Linked DNA regions of Sus scrofa: region 1 is linked to region 2. A link is a contact called in public Hi-C data. All regions are on one chromosome and are shown on one strand. The core of a region is the stretch at or near the end of the contact, and the rest is flanking DNA. Distances in the headings are between cores, read along the strand shown.

What was found. A called contact is a pair of places that touch in the nucleus more often than the background predicts.
Region 1: a contact with region 2 is called in a Hi-C map of skeletal muscle, with 5 times the contacts expected there. The contact joins two enhancer-like sites. A contact is called at or near these places in 10 of 47 Hi-C or Micro-C datasets (blood, embryonic fibroblasts, fetal heart ventricle and 6 more) and 2 of 2 datasets of contacts at active chromatin or transcription factors (alveolar macrophages and skeletal muscle).

What each region holds. Positions count from the first base shown.
Region 1 is chr13:134,121,779-134,125,900 of Sscrofa11.1, reverse strand. It overlaps TNK2 (activated CDC42 kinase 1), which reads right to left. Exons shown (of 13, transcript XM_021070192.1): 12 at 3,353-4,122; 13 at 1,075-1,888. The coding sequence ends at 1,796. It overlaps LOC100155748 (a long non-coding RNA gene), which reads left to right. Exons shown (of 3, transcript XR_002337860.1): 3 at 969-1,080. Among named protein-coding and RNA genes, the nearest start is that of TNK2, 42 kb to the right of the region's middle. Within about 2 kb of position 1,265, at least 1 of the 83 cell types and tissues checked has an H3K27ac peak or open chromatin away from gene starts, as enhancers often do. A contact at or near this core is called in skeletal muscle, where this site is marked.
Region 2 is chr13:133,887,564-133,891,907 of Sscrofa11.1, reverse strand. No RefSeq gene overlaps it. Among named protein-coding and RNA genes, the nearest start is that of ZDHHC19, 17 kb to the right of the region's middle. Within about 2 kb of position 1,822, at least 26 of the 83 cell types and tissues checked have an H3K27ac peak or open chromatin away from gene starts, as enhancers often do. A contact at or near this core is called in skeletal muscle, where this site is marked.

The DNA.
Region 1 (4,122 bases), core at 16-2,515, 230 kb before region 2:
AAAGTTCTGGTACCATGTGGAAAGCTCTCACATACTCTGGTGGCTGTGATACTGGGAACAGCCTCCTCCATGGGGAGAAAGTTGGCAGGATCCCTTATTACTACACACTCTGACTCAGGAGCACCAGTTCTGGGAACTCATCCTTCAGATTGCCTTCCAAATGAAGTATAACCCACATCTGCCATTTATTGCTGAAATGGCTGTAACTGCAGAGGACTGGAAACCACCAAATATCCATCAAAAGAGGCCTGGTTAAATAGGTTATAGTACATCCATATCCATGCAACCCTAAACAAGAATGGGGAAGATCTTCCAGTATGGCTACAGAGCTCTTCAAAATACTGTAGGTGTGGAGTTCCCGTCGTGGAACAGTAGAACGAATCCGACTAGGAACGATGAGGTTGAGGGTTCGATCCCTGGCCTTGCTCAGTGGGTTAAGGATCTGGCGTTGCCCTGAGCTGTGATGTACGTCGCAGACGCGGCTTGGATCCTGTGTTTCTGTGGCTGTGGTGCAGCCGGCAGTTGTAGCTCCGATTTGACCCCTCGCCTGCGACCCTCCATAAGCTGTGGGTGCGGCCCTATAAAGCAAAAATAAATAAATTAATTACTATAAACAGAATACTGTAGATGAAAAAAAATAAGAAACATACGAGAAACTGATGAGAAACAGCCTCTGGAGAGGGGAGCTAGCAGCTGGAATGGGAAATGTCACTGTATAGTTTTTGGTACTTTTTGAATTTTGAATCACATGAATTATTAGAAAAAGAAAATACTTATACATATTCAGGCCTTTCATGTTATGGCTTAACTCCAGTTAATTGTGCTAGTGTACTCTGTCATGCAGTATATCCTGCCTCAGGGAAACTCCAGAGCGAAAACCTGGGGATTCTGAGTCCATGACTCCATCAGGCCCTCTGCCAGCCCCTTACGGTAAACTAGGCATGCAATCCCTCCCTCTGTCTATACAGGTGGTGCTACAGAGCCTGCTGTCCAGGACAAATGGCAGTGGGCTGGGGAGCCCAGGAGCCTCAGGTGACTGGACAAGAAGGAAAGAAACAGGCAGACACAAGTAAGTAACATAAAATAGAAACTAACTTTATTTCTCTGGGAGAAGCAGATATTCATGGCTGGGGCAGCAACTTTGGCGACAAAGACTGGTGGGAAAACATGTAACAGCACAGGGGAAAAGCTGGGTCAAGAGGAAGCACTGGTGTCCCTCTGGGGCAGCTGCCCCCTTGGTCTCCTTCCAACCCTGGGGCCTTGGGCCCTGGTCCCTGCCAGAGAATGATCTGGCACCCTTTCTCTGTTACCTGAGCCACCTCAGGCTATCTCCAGGCACAAGATCCTAAAACCAGCCATACCAATCCCATACCATGTCCATAGTTAGGCCACAAGTCACATTCTGTCTGACAACCCCTCTGCCTGCCAGGGGCTCCCTGGAAAAGGCCCAGCCCTGGGCCTGGTACTGGCCCACTTTTCTGTGTGGCCAACACATCCTTCTTGCCCCGGATCAAGCCTGGCGTCCTCGCCAGCAGGGCTTGGTGACATACTCCAGCCACAGGCCCCACCAGGGACTGAAGCCAGAGGCAGGTCAGCTGCAGGGTCTGCTGAGGCTGCCCCCAGGCCTGCCTTCTAGAGGCTCCTTCTTGTACCTCAGCAGGGGGGCACTGAGGGCTCTGAGGTTGTAGGGACAGCGCCAGGTGAGGAAGGGACAGGCAAGGCAGGGTTCCCAGCCTCCTGCTGCCTTAGCCTCACTCTGCCACTGGGAGCAGCAGGTACAGCAGGTCCTTCAGACCTAGGCAGGGCATCTCCCTGCCCTTGTGAGATGGACAGGCTCAAGTGATTTCTTCAGGGCAGAGACCCTCTGGCTTTCCAGATATCTCAGCGCCTAAAGGAGGGAAACAACCAGAAAGCCCTCCATCAACAGGGGGATAGTGCAACAATCTTGGGTGTGAGAGGGCCTCTCAGTGCCAGCCAAATTCTATCGAAAACTGGCGGTTCTAGGCAATGATTTTAGAATTTATCATCCTAGAATGCCTTCTTTACTTTGATAAACTGAAAATAAGAGAATAACATTATAAATTATTATGCACAATGTTAGCAGTAACTAATCTGTAGTTACTGATGCAGATTCATAAGAATAACCATGAGATAATGGCTAACTTCAGTGATGGTCTCCCTTGGGCCAAACATTTGCAGTGTGGTGTCAGATGCCACCCTCATTCACTCCTCTAACCACTTCTGTGAGGTAGGCACTATCATTTACACACATTTTACAGATGAGGACCCTGAGAGATCAGGAAAGTAGCATTAGCTGATGCCACGTGGGAGCAGAAGGCTGGTCCTAACTCAGGCTGTCTGCCGCCAGAGGACTCTGAAAGCCCACACCCTGCTGGTGCCTCCCGGGGGGATTTCACCACTTTCTGACTTGATAAAACATTCATTTTTATGTATTTATATTCTATATTCCATATGTTATTTACATTATATATTTTGTTATATATAAATATATGAATTTTTATAGCAAAGTAATAGGATTTTTTAAATTAGACATTTCAAAAGGCATTAGAACCCTGTTATTTTAAAGTGAAATAGGAAATGAAGACGGAAGCCATTTCTGTTTAAATCAGTGAGTCCTACCTATACTGCTGCTCACTGGAGCCGCTCTCAGGAAGCAAGCCCCTGCACCCAAGAGAGGCTCCAGTTCCTTTTACCATTACTGTTTCTGCAAAGAACTGCCCATCCTGGGATCAGGCCCCTCCCTCCTCCTGGCTGGGGACCCCTGAGTCTCTGGCCTTGACACCCTCAGGGACAGGAGGTGGCAGGTGCAGGCTCACTTGTGGAGGGTGGGGCTGCTCACTTGTGGTGGGCGGAGCCGCAGGAGCCCAGCAGGTGACAGCCCGCCTGCTCCAGGTTCCAGTCGAACATCTCCAGCACTTTGTGGCACTCGCCTCGGGGCCGCAGACCCAACCCAAATAGCTGCTCCACCTGAAGAGCAGAAGGTGGTGCCATGGGACACGCTGGGGCTGCGGGGCGCCAGACAAGGGCAGGGCCGAGGAGAGCCAGGGAGCGGGGTCGGGAGGGGGTGAGTGGGAGGAGAGCTGCAGACCCAGTCTTCAGGGTCCCTGAAAGCCAGAGCAGGCAGGAGGTATGGTACCTTCAGATACTGGGCAGCCCTCTGCACGCTCCAGCTGTGGCTCTGCAAGGCCGCCTGGCACTCCTCTGTGGTCACCCCATGCACCATGGCCTGTAGCTGGGCACACCCACCCACCGTCAACACGACTCAGGCCCCTTCTGCTGGGTCCCTTGGGCCCCTGACCCTCCTCACCCTGCAGCCAGGCCCACTACTCACCATCTGGATCTTGTCTGCTGGGCATCCAGCCTCTGGCCCTTCCCCGGGGCAGACCCTCTGTGGCAGACGAGCAGTGGCCCTCAGGGCTGGTGGCCGGGCCCCTGGGTTGCTGTTGTTGGTGGAGAAGTTGGCCTTGGGGTCCGGGGCCGCCTGTGGCATTGGTCGAACAGTGGCAGTGGGGGCAGCAGGGGCTGGGGTGCTGGGAGGGGGCAGCAGCAGGGGCACAGGCATCGGGTCTGCCTCTTCAGGGCTCTGGGCCTCACGTAAGAAGCGCTGGTAGCGCTCCAGGTAGGGTGGGCGCTCAGGTAGCAGGTAGTAGTGGGTGCTGCTGACCTTCTTGCCATCTCGGACAATGGGTAAGATGCAGGGGCCGGCCCGGGGGCCAGGTGCCTGGATCACCTGGGGTGTGGCATACTTGGGGTCTGAGGCAAAGCTTTGGGTGGTGGGCATGGTCTTCCCAGGTGAGCTTGAGAGCCGGGGTGGCAGCGGGGAGCTGCCAGGTGGCACCAGGGGACTAGGGGTCCTTGAGCCTTGTGGGGACAGGGGCTCCCGCGGAGGCACCCGGGGAGGGGAGGCAGGTCCAGGCCACCGCCCCATCTCCTCCTCACTTGAGGGGGCTGGAGACAGCTCACCACGAGGGCGTGTGGGCCTTGGGGGGATGGGTACCCGAGGGGGCACCTGGGGCTTGTCATCAGCCCCAGGGCTGGGCAAGGGGACAAGAGAGCTGGCAGGGACCTGTAGTTGCCGCATGCACTCCTGCTGCAGTGCCT
Region 2 (4,344 bases), core at 573-3,072:
AACTTGGTCGTTGCAGAGAGGGAGATGAAGGCTGGAGGGCTGTCTAAGGGCACGTCCACAAAAGTAAGAGCAGCACCTTCCCCGCAAACCATTTTGAAGATTAAATGAGATAAGACAAGGGATTTCCTGTTGTGGCAAAATGGAATCGGCAGCGTTTCTGGAGCACCGGGACGCAGGTTCGATCCCTGGCCCGGCACAGTGGGTTAAGAATCCGGCATTGCTGCAGCTGCAGCATAGGTCGCAACCGTGTATCAGATCTGATCCCTGTCCAGGAACTCCGTATGCCAAGGGCGCAGCCCCCCACCCTCAAATAAGTATAAATGAGATAATAAAAGCCCAGCACTTAGCCCACAGTTAGCATTCAAACCAGTCCTGGTATTGTCATCACTTTTGTGATTTTGCCCACGGAAGCCAAGTTCCCAGGCCTCCAGGAGAAGAAAGAGTGCACTCCCTGCTCCAGCCCAGGCCTCCGATCCACCTGGCGCCTCACCGTGGGGTGGAAAGGGCCGAGAAGCAGGAGGCTGAGGACCCAGCCTGCCTGGCCTCTCCTTGGCTACCTGACCCTGGAGACAAGCCCAGCCGAACCTCTCCCCCAGCATCTGTGCCTTGATGCTCTTCTCACTGAGAAATAAGCTAGATATTCAGTGTGGGAATTTCCAATTTCAGCAGCAAAACTGTCCCGACCCGAAGCAGCTGGGGAAAAGCGTGTGCCTGGCGCAGAGGGGGAAGCCCCGGTCAGAGACAGACAAAGGCAGCCTGTGCCAGCCCTGCCTCTGTCCTGGCCCAGAGTTCTAGAAGGTTCCATGCCCAGGCCCAAGGGCTTCCAAGAATCACAGTTGAAAGTTATTACTTGAAAGCTGTCAGACAGTCTACTTGGTGTTCCTGGAAGCTGTGGTCCGGGGAAGGTGATGAGGGATGGGCCGAGAGGGCCGGGGCGAGTGAGCAAAGCAGAGCATGGAAGACGCTGCAATGAGGAAGAAGAGGCGGAGGAACAAGCGAGAGGGGAGACCGAGAGGAAAGGGGGGAGCAGGTGAGGCAGAGACAGCCGCAGACAGACGGGGACACACAGGGAGGCCACAGAGAGAGGATGGCTCCAAGCAAGGCCAGTTCACAGGGCTCAGATGATCACAGCTTTGGCTACTTTTAGCCTGGGACACTGCCAGGCCTAGAAACAGACGCGACAAGGTGCTTTCTTAACAGGAAACTCCCTCACCCGCGTGGGAGGGCAGAGCCGTTGGGTGGTTATCTTGCTGCTCCCTTGAACAGGCTCAGCCCTCACCCCCAGGCCCCCTCGCCTGGGGGACACAGACTTGCTTGCGTCTCTGTGAAACTCCACTGCTCAGGGCCCCTCCGAAGACGCACCCTGCCCCTTGGCTGCCCAGCCACCAGGAAACCCCAAAACGCAGGAGTGGGACTGCTGTGGCCACAGTGACTGGCACCCCGAAGGCCCCAGCAGGTCCCAGAGTTCGGGCCCTGGCATCCCCGGGATCCTCTTATGGGGACAAATGCAACCCTTGGTTAAGCACCTGCCACGTGCCAGCACTGGGCCAAGCTCTCCACGTGCGCTGCATAACAAATCCTCAGAAGGGCACAAGGAGAAGTGACGATTTGTCTCACTGGACAGCAGGAACCCAGGCAGGCAGGCTGGCTGCAGAGCCCACCACCACCCTCAGCTGAAATCGTCTGTAAATGCCTAAGAAGCCCAGTGTCATGACAACGGTTAAAGTTTTGGCTCTGTCGCCTAGAAGCAGGGTGACCTCGGGCAAGCGGCTTGTTTTCTCAGTTCTGGTTTCCTCATCTCTAAGACGAGAATAACAACTTCAGTGGGGGGGGGGGTTATTGTGAGGATTAAAGGAGATTGTGTGACCCATAGAGCCCAGGCCCCACTGGGTGGGGCTCAGTAAAGGTTCATTACCCGGGATGGGCCTGCAAACCTTCAGCCTGGCCCCTTCCCTCCACCGCGCTCTGGGTGCAGGAACTAGCGGCAGATGTGGGCATCGCTGGAGCATCACTTGGGTGCTGGGTGCTGTGCCCACATGCCCAGGAGAGTCAGCCAAGGTGGGGCCTGTGCTCTGGGAGGTGTTAGCATTCTGGCCCCTGGTCCCATGCTGCAGCTACCTCCTCTGCCCTATCTGCCCCTGCCTTGCCCCATCCTCGAGCCACTGGCAGGGCCCCCTTGGGTGGGGCGGGCAGGGCAGGGCAGGGCTGAGCACAAGGCAGCAGGGCGGCATTATCGCTCCCAGCAGAGCTGGAGTCAGAGTTAAGCCTGTCTTTTTATCATGTCCCCAGGCCTGTGCTGACATGCATGGCCTGGCTCTGTGGGGGTGGGTGGGGGGCCCTATGGTGGTTGCCCAAGGCCTTCCTCCTCTGAAATGGTTCCCAGAGCAGGAATGGGAGAGGAAAGCTGGCTTGGACACCGTGTCATCCTAGGCAATCCCTTCCCTCTCTTGAGAAAAATCTATAAATTGAGGGTGGAGGGGCAGCTGAATAAGGTGGCCTCTAAGGCGCTTCCAGCTCTAAAGAGTTAGGATGCTGTGGCCACCTGTAAGCTAGCCATGTGGCCACCTGTGAGCTAGCCATGATGGTCAACCTGTTTACAGACGAGGGACCTGCGGCCAAGCAAAGGGAAGAGACTCGAGCCCACAGCACACTAGCTCATAGCAGAGCTGAGTGACACCCAGGCCACCTGACTCCCAGCCCAATGCTCTTCCCACCCTACACATCCCGACCTTCTAGAAGGAAAGGTCTGGAGAGGATGGGGTGGGGGTGGGGCTGCCTCCTCCAGGCTCCCTCTCCTTCCATCAGGTTCCAGGAATGGGCTGCGGCTGAGGTCCAGACATGTGGGCACCTGGGAGCCCTGGAGGGTTTGGGGTCACTCCTTGGCTCCTGTCCAAGGGACAGCAGGGCTTCCAGAGTGTGTGGAGAGCTGGCCCCATTTTCAGGCCTTGATAACAGCCCTTCCCATATCAGGGGACCAAGGACTGGGAGGGGTGTGCCTGGGAATCAAGGGCAGGTTGGGCCGAAATGAGGAGGCAGAAAGGGAAGTAGGGGAGTGCCCATTGTGGTGCAGCAGAAATGAATCCAACTAGGATCCCTGAAGATGTGGTTCTGATCCCTGACCTCACTCAGTGGGTTGGGGGTCCCGCATTGCTGTGGCTGTAGTGTAGGCTGGCAGCTGCAGCTCTGATTCAACACCTCGCCTGGGAACTTGCATATGCTGCAAGTGCAGCCCTAAAAAGCAAAAAAAAAAAAAAAAAAAAGGGAAGGTGGTGGGAGGCCTCCAGCCTGGCAGGAAAGAGTCTCTGAGGGGTGCCCAAGGCTTTGGTGAGAGAGTGTTGAGGGGAATCAAAGCAAGAGCCAGGTCCCACCTACCCCTTGAAGAGCAGAGCAGCCTGAACCAAGAGGCTTTCCTAAAGAAACTCTAGAAATCTCAGGCTGGGAAGAACCTGAGAGACCCAGAACCTACATGCCAGAGCAGGGGCTGGGGAGGGGTGGGGTTGGATCGGGGGAGAGCATCGCCATTTCTGAGAAGCCAGGGAAAGGCAAGGCTGCTTCCACTTGGCTTGTAAACTTGGGCCCTACGGATTTTAAATGTGGCCATGGAATCGATCTACGACCAAGCCAGAACTGGGCTGCCTGTAGTATGCCTGCCCCCCTCCCAGAACCCAGGGTGAATCCTGAGAAAGCTGAGAAAAGGCTTGAACCCCAAGGGGGCTTGTTATGGGGGAAGATGCTGGGACTCAGAAAGAATTGGAGCCCCTGTGTTGAACGAGGCTGGCCAGGAGCCCAAGAGCCAGAGCCAGAGCCAGAGAGGTGGGTGAGGCTGGGCCTGAGGCTGCCACAGACAGGGTGAGAGGAAGAGGGAAGGATGGCCTCAAAGGGGACTCAACGTAGAAAGGACCGGAGCCATGTCCCCGGCTGGGCTGACACCTCGGGCAGATGAGCTCCTGTGCCCCCCCACCACTCTGCACACCAGCAGGGGATGTCCTTCCCTCTCCCCTTCACCACGCCCACTTCATCTGGATACAAGGGGGGTGGGAAGCAGTGGGGTCAGTGCCAGCCCTCACTTCCTAAGGCAGCAGTTCTGGAACTTCGGGGTGGCAGGACCCCAGGGGGCACTTAATAGTTCAGATGCAGATTCCTGCCCTCCCCTCAGCCCGAGATTCTGGGCCGCAGTCTGGGGCCCAAGTGATTCTAAGGTGGTCCTTGGAGGGATGCTGGGTTGAGGTGGGGAAAATAATCACAGTCATAGTGGCTGCATCCACTGTGTCCCTGGTGTTTTATATGAACCACCTCATTTCATCCTCAGGCAGCTTCCTGGGAGGTGCCATTATTTCCATTCCC